2 separate regions of the Mus musculus genome follow, and region 2 is linked to region 1. A link is a contact called in public Hi-C data. All regions are on one chromosome and are shown on one strand. The core of a region is the stretch at or near the end of the contact, and the rest is flanking DNA. Distances in the headings are between cores, read along the strand shown.

The links. A called contact is a pair of places that touch in the nucleus more often than the background predicts.
Region 2: a contact with region 1 is called in a Hi-C map of cerebral cortex, with 2.2 times the contacts expected there. The contact joins two enhancer-like sites. A contact is called at or near these places in 1 of 15 datasets of contacts at CTCF or cohesin (large pre-B cells) and 18 of 484 Hi-C or Micro-C datasets (the AtT-20 cell line, the G1E-ER4 cell line, the HL-1 cell line and 13 more).

Annotation. Positions count from the first base shown.
Region 1 is chr12:110,933,400-110,940,856 of GRCm38.p6, forward strand. Tecpr2 (tectonin beta-propeller repeat containing 2) reads left to right here. Exons shown (of 20, transcript NM_001289510.1): 9 at 1-233; 10 at 2,877-3,060; 11 at 4,792-4,965; 12 at 6,358-6,538. Among named protein-coding and RNA genes, the nearest start is that of Ankrd9, 42 kb to the right of the region's middle. Within about 2 kb of position 3,517, at least 56 of the 459 cell types and tissues checked have an H3K27ac peak or open chromatin away from gene starts, as enhancers often do. A contact at or near this core is called in the G1E-ER4 cell line, bone marrow-derived macrophages, cerebral cortex and 2 more, where this site is marked.
Region 2 is chr12:111,084,633-111,092,089 of GRCm38.p6, forward strand. The region is part of intron 3 of Rcor1 (REST corepressor 1); the gene reads left to right. Among named protein-coding and RNA genes, the nearest start is that of Rcor1, 49 kb to the left of the region's middle. Within about 2 kb of position 3,824, at least 112 of the 459 cell types and tissues checked have an H3K27ac peak or open chromatin away from gene starts, as enhancers often do. A contact at or near this core is called in the G1E-ER4 cell line, bone marrow-derived macrophages, cerebral cortex and 2 more, where this site is marked.

The DNA of each region.
Region 1 (7,457 bases), core at 2,267-4,766:
AAGGACAGGTGACTCCTCTTGCCTCTGCCTCAGTGGCCAGCACCCATGCACATTGGCTGGACCAACCTTTCCAGGATCAGGCAGTGACATCCAGTGATGAGGAAGACATTTATGCCCACGGACTCCCATCTTCATCCTCAGAGACAAGTGTCACAGAGCTTGGAGCTGGTCGCTCTCTGCAGGACCTGAGCCAACCAGGTGCTGAGGAAACCACCCTGCTCAAGGCAGATCAGGTCTGTGTGCTGATGCAGGAAACATAACTAGTGTGGTGGCCATGGCAGCTGCTGCTTTTCCTTTAAAGAGCATGCATGGCAGACTCAACCATTTTCCTTCTTATGGAAATTGTAGTACAGCACAATCGCAGCTTTGAAGTCTGGGTTTGGGGGAATTTCCAATTCAGACACTCTGAATCATTTGAACTATATTACTTCTGATCCGGCTCAGTTAACCTCCTACCAACAAAAGTGTAATCTTTCAAGGCCACAGCAGTATGGGCCCTTAAGGTAGCCTGAGGTCATTGGAACACCACTGTGCAGAGGACTGTTTGCTCTGAGCACGTATGTGATGTATAGTTCCTGCCTTCCCCATAGTCCATTCACTCGTAGGTACATCAGTGTGAACTGGGGACCTCTCTAGAAATGCTGCTTCTGCAGTGTCCTCATAGAGCCCAGGACACACTGCAGAGGGAAGCCCCAGTCTGCTGTGGGGCCTCTTGACCAGTGCAATTTATTGTTCTTGGGAGTTTTATATTTAAAATTACTTTTAAAAACAGGGTTTCTAACTCATTCTGTGCACCACACTGACCTTGAATTCAGAATTCCACCTGCCTCTGCCTTCTGAGTGCTGGCATCAAAGTCTCGTGCCACTACGCCCAGCCCTAAAAATGATGTTTAAGTACTGATTTTCTTTGGCATAGCAAATATGTTTGGCTTCAGAGCTAGCCGTGTACCAGCACATTCCCTAGGAGCTGATGTGAGGCCCACTCCTGCATCATCAGAGCTGAGAGCACGACGCTTACCAGCTTGCACCATGTGCAGCTCCGGGCTGAGCACTTCACACACTTAAATCACTTCTGTAAAAACAAACTAGGGGGGCTGGAGAGATGGCTCAGCAGGTGAGAGCACTTAGGTCAGAGCACTGACTAGTCTTCCAGGGGTCCTTCCTGAGGTCAATTCCCAGCAACCACATGGTGCTCACAGCCATCTGTGATGGGATCCGATGCCCTCTTCTGGGGTGTCTGAGGACAGTGGCAGTGTACTCATAAGTAAATCAATCTGTAAAAAAAAAAAAACCCAAAAAACAAAAAAAAAACAAACAAAATAGGACCCAGGTTTAGTTGCCCCGTTGTATGGAGGAGGAAGTTGAGCCTCAGAATGGTAAAGTAGTGCATGCACCGGATCACGCTACAAGTGAAGTCAGGGTAGCCCAGGACTTCCCCGTCTCTGTGTTCTATCTTAGAAGTGAATGTACAGAACTTGGCGGCTTGTTCTGCATCCTGTGTTCATCTTTTCAGTGCACTGCTTCCTAAGTGCTCTTAACTGACAGTGTATGTGTCCATGCTGGGAGCTCACTGCAAGTGGCAGCTAGCTGTCACTATGGGAAGAGCTATGGGAAACCACAGCAGTGTGGTCACCTGATATAGAGTGTTAGTTGGCAGATCACATCTGTTGGTATATCTTAGAACTTTAGCTTAAGAAAGCCCTCGCCCATGGAAAAGGATCCTGGAGCTCTGAAGTTATCTACCAAGCTTTGCTGTACCTGGTCTTGCTCCAAATAGCAGAAAAGCTGAGAAATGTTGGGTTGTTTGTTTGTTTTATAGGACAAGGGCTAAGTGAAAAGTTTGCTATGGTGAACAAAGCCAGGTGGAGAAAAGGTAGAAACCATTCTCTTTCATAACACTAGCTTCCATATCAGGTATTTGTACAAGTGTGTCTAAAGTAAACCTTTTTTAGCTTTGACTTTTAAACAAATCCTAGCACCATGGGACCAGCATGACAGGTCAGTGGGTTAGGGCTGACACCAAGCTTGAGGACCTGAGTGCCGTCTCTAGGATCCATATGGTGGAAGGACAGAACCAGCTCTCACAAGTCTTCTGCCTGCCACACATGTGCTATGTATAAGGCACACTCGTGTGTGTGTGTGCATACACATGGTTACATTAGACAAGTAATACAAATGAAAAGAATAGCAACAAAGCTTTAGTGTGCAGAATTGAGACAGAATCTCATCCACACTTCCCCAGCTGTTCCCATACAGCAGGCCAGGAGTCCAGAGGTTAGCACAGGGCTTGAAAGACTGTAGTGTAGATAGTTGTGATGCTGTTCCCATAGGGTATCTGTCATAAGTTAAGTGTACAGAAAGATGATTTACATACATGTGTTGATGACCTTGTATAAAGTAAGGTCTCTTGATGTGATGTCATGTAGTCCTAAGCATTCATGGCCTGTATTCTGTGCAGGGCATGTGCACCAGGATAGCTATAAACATAGCCCAATTGTCAAATCATGAACTTACTTTAAATGTTATGCTTTCTGTTGCAGACTTTTTTGTGGGAGGGGTTGTATGGTTCTTGAGTGTGGACTTGCAAGGTGACAATGTCTTGTTTTGACGAGTGGTTGGTTACACCTTCGAGCATTACTTAGGAAGGGTATTATGCTGTGTGAAAGTGTTATCCAAGGATGCTATGGGATCTTCCACAAGGACCAGAACTCCTATTCCAGAATGTTTCTGGGACTGGATCCAAGGAGAGCGGGGTTAGGCAAGGCTTCTCAAGGATCCTTTGACGTCAGTATCCTGCCTACTTGCCTTGTTGGTAACAGTGTGATGAAGGCAGCCGTGTCCCCTGCACAGAACTCACTGGCCTCTGTCCTTGTTAGTTTGCAGAGAGCTGGATGGGCTACTCGGCTCCTGGCTATGGCATCCTCAGCTTGGCGGTCTCGGAAAAGTTTCTCTGGTGCCTGGACTACAAAGGTGGCCTGTTCTGCAGTCCCCTGCCTGGTGCAGGGCTGCGCTGGCAGAGGTTTGAAGATGCTGTCCAGCAGATGGCAGTCTCTCCCTCAGGTTTGCCTCCCAGCTCCTACTTCCCAACCCCCAACACAGCTCCCAGCTCCTAGGGCAGCTCTCCTTTGGCAACAGCAGTGTCAACAGATTGACCTTCCTGCCAGCTTAGCTGGGTACTGTTAAAGATCATGAATGCTTCCTTTGACACTGGTTAGGGTGATGGGTGTTCGGCATACTTGCTTGATTTTTTTGGTTTTTTATTTTATTAATTACAGAAATAACACAAGGAACATATTTTTGTAAGCTATACAAATAATTTGAGTTTTGAGGTTTTTTTTTTATTTTCTCCCCATGTTGGAACATTAAATCCTCATAAAAATAACATATTTCGGTTTGTCAGTGTTGCTCTAAAACAACTGAAGTAGTGAGGCCAGGCCAGGCCTGTAGGTGTGTGCTGGATGTTCCCTGACTGCAGTCGCAAAGGCCTCACACTTTTGTGCATTGTTTCGCATTTTAGTGAACCCAGGAGACTTATTTTGAATACAGTCTGTTAGGCTGAGATAACTCCCTCATCTATGGAGACTCGTGTACTTGTGGTTTTCTTTATTTCTGTTTGTTTTGGTTTTAGACATGGCTGTATAGCACAAGCTGACCTTGAATTCACTGTGGAGTTCTGGCTGGCCTCAGACTGGGTCCTCCTGCCTCAGCCTCCCAAGAGCTGGGCTTATAGGCATAACCCCACTATACTTCATTCGCATTTTCCTAATGCTAGATATGTGCTTATCTCTTTTGAAGCAGTGGGCATCGTGGAGGAGAAACAAAAGAAAGGGCATTCTTGTTAAAGTATTAGTTTATTAGTTGTTTGCTCACTTTCTTTCAGTTTGCTTGACACTTATTTTCCCCTGGAGACTGGGTGAGATAATAGCCCACTCCATTAGCTGGTGTTGTATAATTGTATATCTTCATTTTTTTCCTGTTTCTGTCACATACTTTTAAGCCCATCCTTCTAGCCATTTAGAAGTGTTGATTCTCTGCTGATTGTATTAATTACTTTTTATTTTTCCAACTATTCCTTGGCTGCTGTGGTTGGAGCTGTCTGTCTGTCTGTCTCTGTGAGATCATCTTTCTCAGCTGAGACCCACACATCTTTGGATGCCTCGGGCCCTGTGGTGTTGCAGGGCAGGGCTAGGGGAGAAGCTTGTACATGACTTCTCGGAGGCCTCCGGTAGCTCAGTGCATTCATTCTTTGGTATCCTCTCCTGGCCTAATGCCTTAGCCTCCACTCACAGTGCCTCTGGCCTGCTGCCCACCTTCCTCATTTCCTTTATCCATTCCTCAGAATTTTAAATGAAAACATGACTCACATACACATAAGTGATCCAAAAAAGGCCCTTCCCAAGGTCCCCAAAGTTAGTTTTGGGCACTAATTGTGCCTTATGTGTCAGTAGGCACGTACCTAATGAAATGTCAGCTCTCTCTCCCGACATGAGTGAGTGACTGCCTTGTGCCCACCCTGTGCTATGTGGTGCATCCCCTCTTACATCTAGCCTTTAGATCAGTTCTAAAAGGTGGAAATGACCCACCTTTCAGTTGAGAAAAGTGAGACTTAGATACATTCATATGTTGACAACATAGAGCTGGTGGGTTTAAACTCTGGCATGGTGGGCTCTTCCTGAGGTGGAAGCAACAAGATGTATTATAGAAAGCTGCCCCTCTCAGGGCTGAGAATGGAGTGTTTGTGTAGGGGAATCTCATGTTTGTTGAACAGTGAGTAGAGTTTTTTTCTCCTAGGGGCTCTTCTCTGGAAGATTGAACAGAAATCTAACCGTGCTTTTGCTTGTGGCAAAGTCACCATCAAGGGGAAGCGGCACTGGTACGAGGCTCTGCCCCAGGCTGTGTTTGTGGCCCTGAGTGATGACACAGCCTGGATCATCAGGACCAACGGAGATCTGTACCTTCAGACAGGTAGTCGAAGGCCATGTACATTGTCCTTGTCACTTGCTGAATCTGCAGCTAGACACATTCTGAGAGCAGTCACAGGATGCAGAGACCGAAAACCAAGTTAAGTGAGAACATTTCTAGAAGCACTGTTTCCCATGGAAGAGCAGTTGCCCCTGACACAGACTGGTCTGGGCAGGGATGAATAGGTGACTGAGTGCAGGGTAGGATGCCTCATGGGGCAGAGCCGGCCGTTCCTGCCGCTGCCCATACCCTGTGCATACCCTGGAGTATCCAGGCTGAAGAGGAAAGCAGGAGCAGTCATGACTTGACAGACATCTCCCTCTTTTCTCAGCTAGGTCACAGCCCAGCACCTGGACACATACTTACATGTGGATTGGGGGAAACAACAAGAAGTAACTTGCTGTAAATAGCAATTGACTTGTCCTAGGAAACTGCCCTTAGGGAAACCTTTAGCTGCTAGACCTGGCACAGTGGGACTCGTTTATTAAAAATACACTGTAATGAGTCAGTGTCTGTGTGCTGTCAGCAGGGGGAACTGTGTGCTGTCAGGGGGAAATGGCCTTGGGAGCAGGGGGCTCTGTCTGTGCTGTCAAGGGGCCATATGGATTTACATGAATATTGATCTAGTCATTTAATACTGATTCTGAGAACATGGCTTCATCTTTGGAGTGAGCTATCAGCCGGGAATGGTTCTCCACCTGGCTCTGTCTCAGTGTGGAGGTCATCACCTGGTCATCAGCACTGCCAACTTCATGGACATGTGTGGGGCTCTAGCCTTCAGCTTAGTTAATTCTCGTGTATTTCAGTGGAAGTTGGATGCTCTGATACACACATGCATATCTAGCTTCTAGGACATTTGACTTTGGTCATGGTAGGAAAGGGGGGATACTACACGTAAGGAAGGAGCAGGTGACCTCCAACCATGCTGTCAGAGCAGTGTCCACATCATCCTTACTCTTCCTGTCCTACTGAATTGGAATCAGTGGTTGGCACCGATTTGCAGAAGTCCTGTGGGCAAGTCCTCATAGTTGCAAACTCTGCTGGTACTCCTGTGATTATACTACTAGGACGTACTTGCTGGCCAAAGCAATAGAACATGGATTTACATATTATCTGTCCAGCCTGCTCCCTCAGTAGTTGCCTTTGATGTCATTTAGAAACATGACACACATTACTGACAGGCCACAAAGAGGTGAGGGGAGCTCCCTGGAGCTGTGACTCTGCATAAGCCTTGCAGTATGATAAGTCTGGGGTTTTACCTGAGCAGTTGTACATGAAAAGGTATCTATTATGAAAGACCACAGATAGCAAAAGTACCAAAAAAAGAAAACCACAGATCAAAAGAGTGTGACAAGCTTCAACTGAGTCTGCGGGGCTCTTCCTCTCTCACTACAGGTCTCAGTGTGGATCGGCCCTGCGCCCGAGCCGTGAAGGTGGACTGTCCATACCCACTGTCCCAGATCGCAGCCCGGAACAGTGTGGTGTGGGCACTGACAGAGCAGAGGGCCCTCCTGTACCGGGAGGGTGTGAGCAGCTTCTGTCCTGAGGGGGAGCAGTGGAAGTGTGACATTGTCAGGTATGGGCCCAGCACTGTGACCTTTATTCCTGAGCCTCTCCTGGCAAAACCAACACTTACAGGTTTCACGGTGGGAGAGTTTTTGCTTTTGTCAAAGTTGGCCTCAATAGACTGGTCTTGGGAATGTTCTGCGCTCCTCTGCTGGTCACATTACCGTTTGTGTTGGGGTTTAGGTATAGAGCTGGGCAGGTAGAGTATTTGCCTAGCACACACAAGGCCCTGAGTTCCATCCTCAGTCATACACAAACTCAGCTGTACTTGCCTGTAGTCTCATCACTTAGGAGCTAGAGGCAACCCGTAATTGCCTCAGTTCAGAGTCATCCTCAGCCTTGGATACATGTCTCCAAAAAAGTGTAGGGGTAGAGCAATGGCTCAGAGGTTAAGAGCACCAGCTGCTCTTCCAAAGGTCCTGAGTTCAATTCCCAGCAACAACATGGTGGCTCACAACCATCTGTAATGGGATCTGGTGCCCTCTTCTGGCCATCCAGGCAAAACAGTGTGTGTGTGTGTGTGTGTGTGTGTGTGTGTGTGTGTGTGCGCGCGCGCGCGTTTAATTAACAAATCTTTTTTAGAAAGAAAGTCCATTAAAAAAAAAAGGGCCTAGAACATCAGAGAGTCGCTAGGTCACATGGTCTCCGTGCACAGCTACGTTGTCACATGTTTCTGTTGCAAGTCTGTGAGAGTTAGATACAAATGCTTATTGGTATTTTTATCCTAGTCAGTTGAAATTTGTTCTGGACTATAATATATAAGATTTGGGATAGGTGGTGGTGTCACGCACCTTTAGTCTCAGCACTTGGGAAGCAGAGGCAGACTAATTTCTGAGTGTGAGGACAGCCTGTCCTACAGAGCAAGTTCAGAATGGTCAGGGATATACAGCCATCTTGAGAAAAAAAAGATTTGCTCATATACAGATCAG
Region 2 (7,457 bases), core at 2,574-5,073, 150 kb after region 1:
TGTCTTACAGCCACTGGCAGCTTAATGGTGTTTCCATGAACACATATATCATGCATCCCAAAGATGTGTCGACTCCTGTTGCTTAGATCTTATAGCCATCTTCGTACTCACACACCTGTTGTGATGCTGGTATAAATGTACCTACTATGGTGCCAGTTTTATGAACATGTACACAGATAGTTACATAGTTTACATGGTGATGATAAAAGATCAGTGGTTATTTTTAAATGTATGCTTTCTCTCTGCAGCTTCACATAGCTCATGGCTGCCATGTCTCTCTCACATTGTTTCCTACTATGCCCAATTTAATGTCATGATGTTTGTCTTAATTGGCTGTACCATATATCTCTTTCTGTCATATAGCCCTGTGTGTAGTAGGTTCGTATACCAACTGGGTATGTGAAAATATACTCTGGTGTTTACAGAATGACAGGATAGATTAATGACATACTTAGAGTCTACCTCAAAAACAGAAGAAGAAACACATGATTGAGTATATTTTTTTCAAAGATTTATTTATTTATTTATTTATTTATTTATTTAATGCATGTGAGTACACTGTGGCTACCTTCAGACACACCAGAAGGGTGCATCAAATCCCATTACAAATGGTTGTGAGCTACCACATGGTTGCTGGGAATTGAACTCACGACCTCTGGAAGAACAGTCATTGCTCTTAATCACTGAGCCATCTTTCCAGCCCTGTATGTATGTATGTATGTGTGTGTGTGTGTGTGTATATATATATATATATATGTGTGTGTGTGTGTGTGTGTGTGTGTGTGTGTGTGTATGTATATGTATATATGTGTGTGTGTATATGTATATATATATATTTTTTTTTAAGGCTAAATAGAATCCATAGGTTAAGGAGCAAATAAGTCATTTCTATTTTAAAGGGGGAAACGGTTGTGAGGGCAAGTTTTAGGTACACAGCTACATTAAGCAGAAAGCAGAGAATAGCCATGTACACCCAAGAGAGCTTGCCTTGCTATGAAGACCTTGCACCTGCAGAGTTGGTGCATCTGTGTAGGGCATCACCACCTTCAGAGCGTGTGGGATGCAGAGCCCACTGCTTTGCTCTGACATCTCCAAGTGTGGCTTTAGTCTGCTAGGAAGCTGCCCTGTGGGTGATGGAATGTACCTACTCCTGGTCCCTAATACGTGCTGTATGAAGAGCTGGGCTAAAATGGAGTGCCTGAAGCTGTCTTCCATGCTGGGCTGCTTTTGCCTGTCAGTGTGTCCCCCCAATCCACCCTCTACATTTGCTTCTCGGCTGCCTCGATAGAATTTGCTTGTCCTTCCTGTCAACAGAGGGGAGTTGCTTTAAGTTTTTACAACAAACATTACTACAGAAACATTCTTTGACCTATTTTTGTGTCTCATCTGCTCAGCTAAAAGTCAGTGCCAAATAATTTTCTAAAGTGGTGAGACTAGTTTACTGTTGCTACCAGAAGAGGATAGAGGGATTTGCTCATGATCCTCTGCGTTACCGCTGGATTTGGATTACGTACTGTAGACAGCCTAGCGGGTGTAACATCCGTTGCTCTTACCCAGGAGTTTTGCTGCTTTTCTTAGGTGTGATAATGACTCTCTGTTTACACTTAAAAAAAAATGCATATGTAAGGATGAAATTAACTGGGATGTACTTTAAATTTGTCAACTATAATGCAATAACTAGCCAGATTGGATTGTGGACAGAGAATAAAGCACTGTTGAAGAATTTAATATACTTTTTTATGATTACATAAAGGACATCTCAGTGTTTAAGAGATTAGACCATAATATGTAAAAAGTTACTGTCAAATGGGTTTGGGGGAAGTACATTACTTACAGACAAGTTTATTTTCATTATTAAAAGTCATTGATAATCCTTCAGCCTACCATATGGATGTTTTTGTTTGGGGAGATTTTGGGGCTCACACATCCTGTGTGTGCATTCTGTGGATACCGTCACATTAGCTCTAAACCAAGTTCCATCCTCAAATACTTATGGGTTTTGTGGGTTTTGTTGTTAATTGTTGTTTTCTAGTCTCCTTCCTATAAATAGCACTTGAGTAGGTTAAAGCATGCTGAAACCCTCACAGGGAAGGACTTCTTTCTTTCTGCAGAGCAGGCTGCCTATATAAGTAATTTAAGACGATTGTAATTAATTGTTTGAGTTACTTCTCTTTTCAACTGTAAGGAGAATTCCACAAGGGCCCAAATAGCTACAGGGAGTAGCACTAGCCATAAAGTAGATCTAAGAAGTCTGTTGGAGGATGGATTCTGATACATACAATAGATAATTTACTATAGACTATCCTGCTGCAGCCTGTGCTGCAAGCTGTTGAAGAGCCTGTTTCTCCAGCAGTGTCCACAGTGTCTGTGCTGAATGAAGAGTAGCTTCACACAAGGTTGCAGCATTGAAAGTGGTAGGATTTGTAAGTCCCCTTGGCCCCCTTCAACATATTCTTAACTTTGTCCCCCATGCCCAGAAGGATCAGGCATAGAGAGGAAGTGACTTGGGTGAAGCAGGTCAGCTTCCTGTAGTATACAGCTTGCTTCACTGCTAGGCCTACAAATACAGGGTTAGACAGGTAAACCACTCAAGGCACTGGGATTCAGAGATGGAAACAGCTTTCCGATTGCCACTATCCTGCCTGCCTAAGACCTAGTTGAAGGTGGCCTTGAAATGAGTCATTTGTAAGGCAGTCTCTAGTCATTAAAAGGAAGTTTGGGGCATGAATGAAATAAATATATCAGGAGCCTGGCAGTGGTGGTACACACCTTTAATCCCAATACTCTGAAAAGCCTGGTCTATAGAGCTCAGTTTCTGGTCAGCCAAAGCTACACAGAGAAACCCTGTCTCGAAAAGCCAACAAACAAAAATACAAATATACGTTAGGCACTGAAGGTGTTGCCTAGAGGCAGAAAATTGATTTAACATAGGAAAGGCCTAGATTTGTTTCTCAGGACTGAGAAAAGAAACATAAAAGGGATTGTGTTCAGTAGGAGAGCACTTGCCTGTCATGGATGGAAGGAACTTCAGGTGTGATTTCTAGCACTGCAAAAAAGAAATGTTGTGACAGAGTTGATTTGATAATTGTTTACACGTGTGTATCTTAAATGTTTTCCTAATACTCTATGAAGGACTGACGAAGAGTCTCATCCTTGTTCTGTAGTCGAGCAAAGGAGTTCAGCTAGCAGTTTCTCAGGAGAAGCCAAGGCTGCTTTCTTTCCATTCTGCTCAAGAATAGAGAGATGACGCACTGTCTTAGTCTATGCCGCCCTCTACCCCACCCTCCCTATTAAAGCCAGGCAGATCTTGAGTCTTTGAATTATTTCGTGCACAGCCAAGTACACACAGTTAATAAGGTTGCTGTGAGTGTTCAGCTCCCTGCTTAGGGACAGGTCTGGAAGAGTTGAAGGGATGTGTGTGTGTCTGACTATTTTGAGACAGGGTCTCACCATGTAGCTCTGGCTGGTCCGGAATTCACAGTGACGTCCAAACTGGCCGCATAGAGACTCACCTGCCTCCTGAGGGCTGAGGGTAAAGGTGTGCCTGGTCTGCTCACTCTTACACTGATATGCAAATGTGAGTTCTGGAAAAGAGGACAGAATTATCCAGTTACAGAGAAGTACACTTAAGACCTGAAGAGAACTTAGCCTCCTGCGCTGTGCGCTGGGATGGAGCAGTCATCTCTTGTCTCTCCATGGTGGTCTTCACTGGTGGCTGGGGAATGGGCACGCACGCAGTGGGAATAGTAACAAACAGCATAGTTATCTTGTTTCTGACTTGCCTTCTCTTGTTCCTTCAAGATAGTCAGGGTTCAGATGTTGGCTGTAGTAATGTCTTTGTCCACCAGGTGGCAGAACTGTTGTACGTAAATGTTCCTTTTGCTTCTATGTGAGTCTTAGGGATAACTTCTTTCATAATAATAAAAGGAAATGCCATGGTCTTTTTTTTTTTATCATACTCCATTGTTCTGGGGATTGAACCCAGAACCTTGTGCACACCAGGCATAACGCTCTACTGAGCAGCATCTCCAATCTTGTTATTACATTCTTTAGAAATGTTTGGCAGTCTCAATTTTAAGCCATGACAGAAATTACTGTAGTGTTTCCTTTGCAGTACCTAGTGCCACTGCAAACCGTTATAGTCTTTTTCTAAGCTCCATTAAGACCATAAGCTTTGTCCTCAGCCTGCCTTATGGTCTGAGCCTCCTACTCTGTAACCGACTCAGGATGACAGTTTCTGAATCTGCAGTGTCTGGGGGAGGGAAGGGTGAATTGGTTACCATAGCAGCTTTCATCTGTTCTTTCTTTTGCAATTGAATTTGAAACTCTTGCTACTCTAAGGACTTTGTTTCATTGGGTTAAAAATATTAACATAGAAACAAAGCGCAAGCCAAGGCATATTTTGTTACTTGCCTTTGGCCTCTATCACATTCCTTTGATCATGCTGTATTTTACTCTGTTCAAGCTACACCAAATAGTGAGTGAGTACTGCAACCCTAAAAAGCCATGGATTAATACAGTCTCTGTTTTATGATCACAGTGGTGCAGATCTGTCACCATCAGAGTTAATATCAGGTGGTTCTCCAGGCCTGTTTGGATATAATTGTCAAGTAAACAGCCCTGCACTGCGCCATGGTGGTGATGTCAGCGCAGACGGAGTCTGCCCAGTGCTGAGTCTGAGGCTTCTGACCTGCAGGCGGGTGTCAGTGGGAGTAGTCAGTCAGCGACAGGCCTCTCCTCTCCCAAGCGTGGGCAGGATGCCCTGGGGACAGAGCCACTGTGCTGCTGCTTAAGCTGTGTGACCTCTGTGGACCTCCTGCCTTGGTCCCCAAGAGGTTCTGCACAGGACCCCTCAGCCCCTTACAGAGACAGACACGGACTCTCCCCTGGAGAGATCCTCAGGGGACTTGTGTTTCTCCTGAGCCATTTCATTTCCTTTAAGCTCCTGTAAGCTTTTGTTCTTATGAGAGCAGAGTTGATTTTCTTAGGCGGAAAGTTTATTTTCATGGAAGGGCTTTTAACCATGAGGGAGTTTTTAGCTAATGCATATCTCCCATTTCATCGCTTGTACCAAATGCTGTCCTGTGCAAAGTAGGGTGGGGGGTAGGTGTCCACCTCTCTCAGAAAATCAGAGAAGTGAGGACCAGGTAGTGTAGCAGAGAGGCCTACCAAAATTAGTATTTGTGTAACTAACTCCGAAGAACATTTCAAGAAAAGCAAGAAGAGTGGATGCCCGTGGCTGATGTTCCCAGTTAGGCGACCGAGCTCTGCTGGGGACAGTGGACACTCAGTGTTCAAAACAAATTACAGTTGGGGTCTCTGGGTTTAAGACGAGCCTGGCCTACATACATAGCAAGTTCTAGGACATCCAGGGCTACGTAGAGAGACACTGTCACAAACAAATAGATGAAAAAGGAAAGGAAAGGAAAGGAAAGGAAAGGAAAGGAAAGGAAAGGAAAGGCAAGGCAAGGCAAGGCTAGGTTGGTGGACATGAGAGCGGAGCAACTCTGTCTTCATGGTAGCTGGCATTGGCTGGTTTGGGAAACTTGGCTGCTCTCTAGGCACACTACCTTGAACAACTGCACTTTAGTTTTAATTATTTAAATTTTGGGTGTGTATATTCACACTGTTGCAGGTGTAGAGGTCAGAGGGAAGCTTGCTGCATTGACCCTCTCCTTGTTCCAGGGTTCATGTGTGTGTGAGGACTGGCAATGAGTGCTTCTTTTTACCTCAAAGCCACCTTGCCAGACCACATTTTAATTTTTTAAAGCCCAGTCCTTTGGGTCACAGTCTTGAAGGTAAATCCAAAATGATAGTAACCGAAATTTTTATTAAATAGTAGAAACCTATAAGTTGCTATAGCGAAGCACTAAAAGCATTGCCACAAGTTCAAGGTCAGTCTTGACTTTTTTTGCGCAGTAAATAGAGGCAGAGCTTGGATTGGATCCTGACCCTTCATGAACATAGCTGGCCTGTGCTGTCTCTACTTTTGGGGGCAGATACCACCATCATTGACTTAGCAAACTGTCTTACCTTTGTTGTTTTTCTGTCTCTGTCTTCAGACACAGCAGAAGAGGGCATCAGACCCCATTACAGATGGTTGTGAGCCACCATGTGGTTGCTGGGAATTGAACTCGGGACCTGGAAGAGCTGACTCTTAACCTCTGAGCCTTCTCTCCAGCCCTTTTGATGAGTTATTTTTTTAGATTTATTTATTTTACTTTATGTGTATAAATGTTTGTCCACCTAAGTGTATTTGTGCCCTTTGGACCCTTAGAACTGGAGTTAGGGATAATTGTCAGTTGCTGTGTGGGTGCTGGGACTTGGCCCTGAGTCCTGCAGGAGCAGCCAGTGCTCTGGCCTGCTGGACTGTTGCTCCTGCCACTTCTTTATTTTTTGATTGGATCTCACTGTGTAGGCTTGAGTGGCCTAGATTTCAGAGATCCACCTCCCTAGTACTGGGACCAAAGTTCTAGCTCAGGGAGTTGTGTAAGTGCTGTCTTCAGAACAGGACCTCAGGAACCTTGGGAACAGTGTTGAGTTGTTTGAGGTTCTCATGGGGCCCCTTTGACCCACAATGCGACAGGACTTAATCCATTCCTGGCAGTGGAGACTTCATTAGGTGACAAGTGATGTCCATCCTGGGGTCTGTCTCCCTGTTATTCCATGTATATATTTTAAGGAGCTTCTATTGTATTAGGTGTCTATACAACCCCTTAAATGGGCCCTAGTTTTAGCTGTCCGTCCCTGTATTTCCTCCCCTCTTCCCCATCCCTCCCCTTTCCTGCTTGATCCTCTTCCAGTCCATCCCTTATTCGTCTGTGACTGTGTATTCCATTTCCCGTCTTAGGGTGACTCAGCACAGCCCGCTCATCCCCTGTTCTACACAGATCTTCTGTGGCAACATGGATTGTAGCTTACTTATAGTTACTTATAGCTGACACCAACACATGTCATATTTGTCTTTCTGGGTCTGGGGTACCTCACTTAGGATGATTTTTTTCTAGCTTCATACATTTACCTGTGAATTTCATGATTTCATTTTTTTATAAACAACTGAGTGATATTCCACTGTGTAAATATACCACGTTTTCTTCATTCATTCACAGACAGACATCTAGGTTGTACCTTGCTATTATGAATAGAGCAGCAATGAGCACGGTTGAGCAACTGTCCTTGTAGTAGGATGAAGCCTTCTTTGGGTATATCTTAGAGTGGTATAGTTGCGTCTGGAGGTAGGTCTAGTCTAGCTCGCCAAGGAACTGCTACGCTGATTTCCATAGTAGCTGCATAAGTTTGCACCGCACTGCCCCCCCCCCCCAAGCAATGGATGAGTGTTCCCCTTACTCCATAGCCTCTCCAGTATGAGCCGTCAATTCTTTTATTGATTGGCCATTCTGATTGTTCACCTTACATTTCCAGGTAGTGTCTCTCGCCGAGTCAGCAAAGCTTTCTGC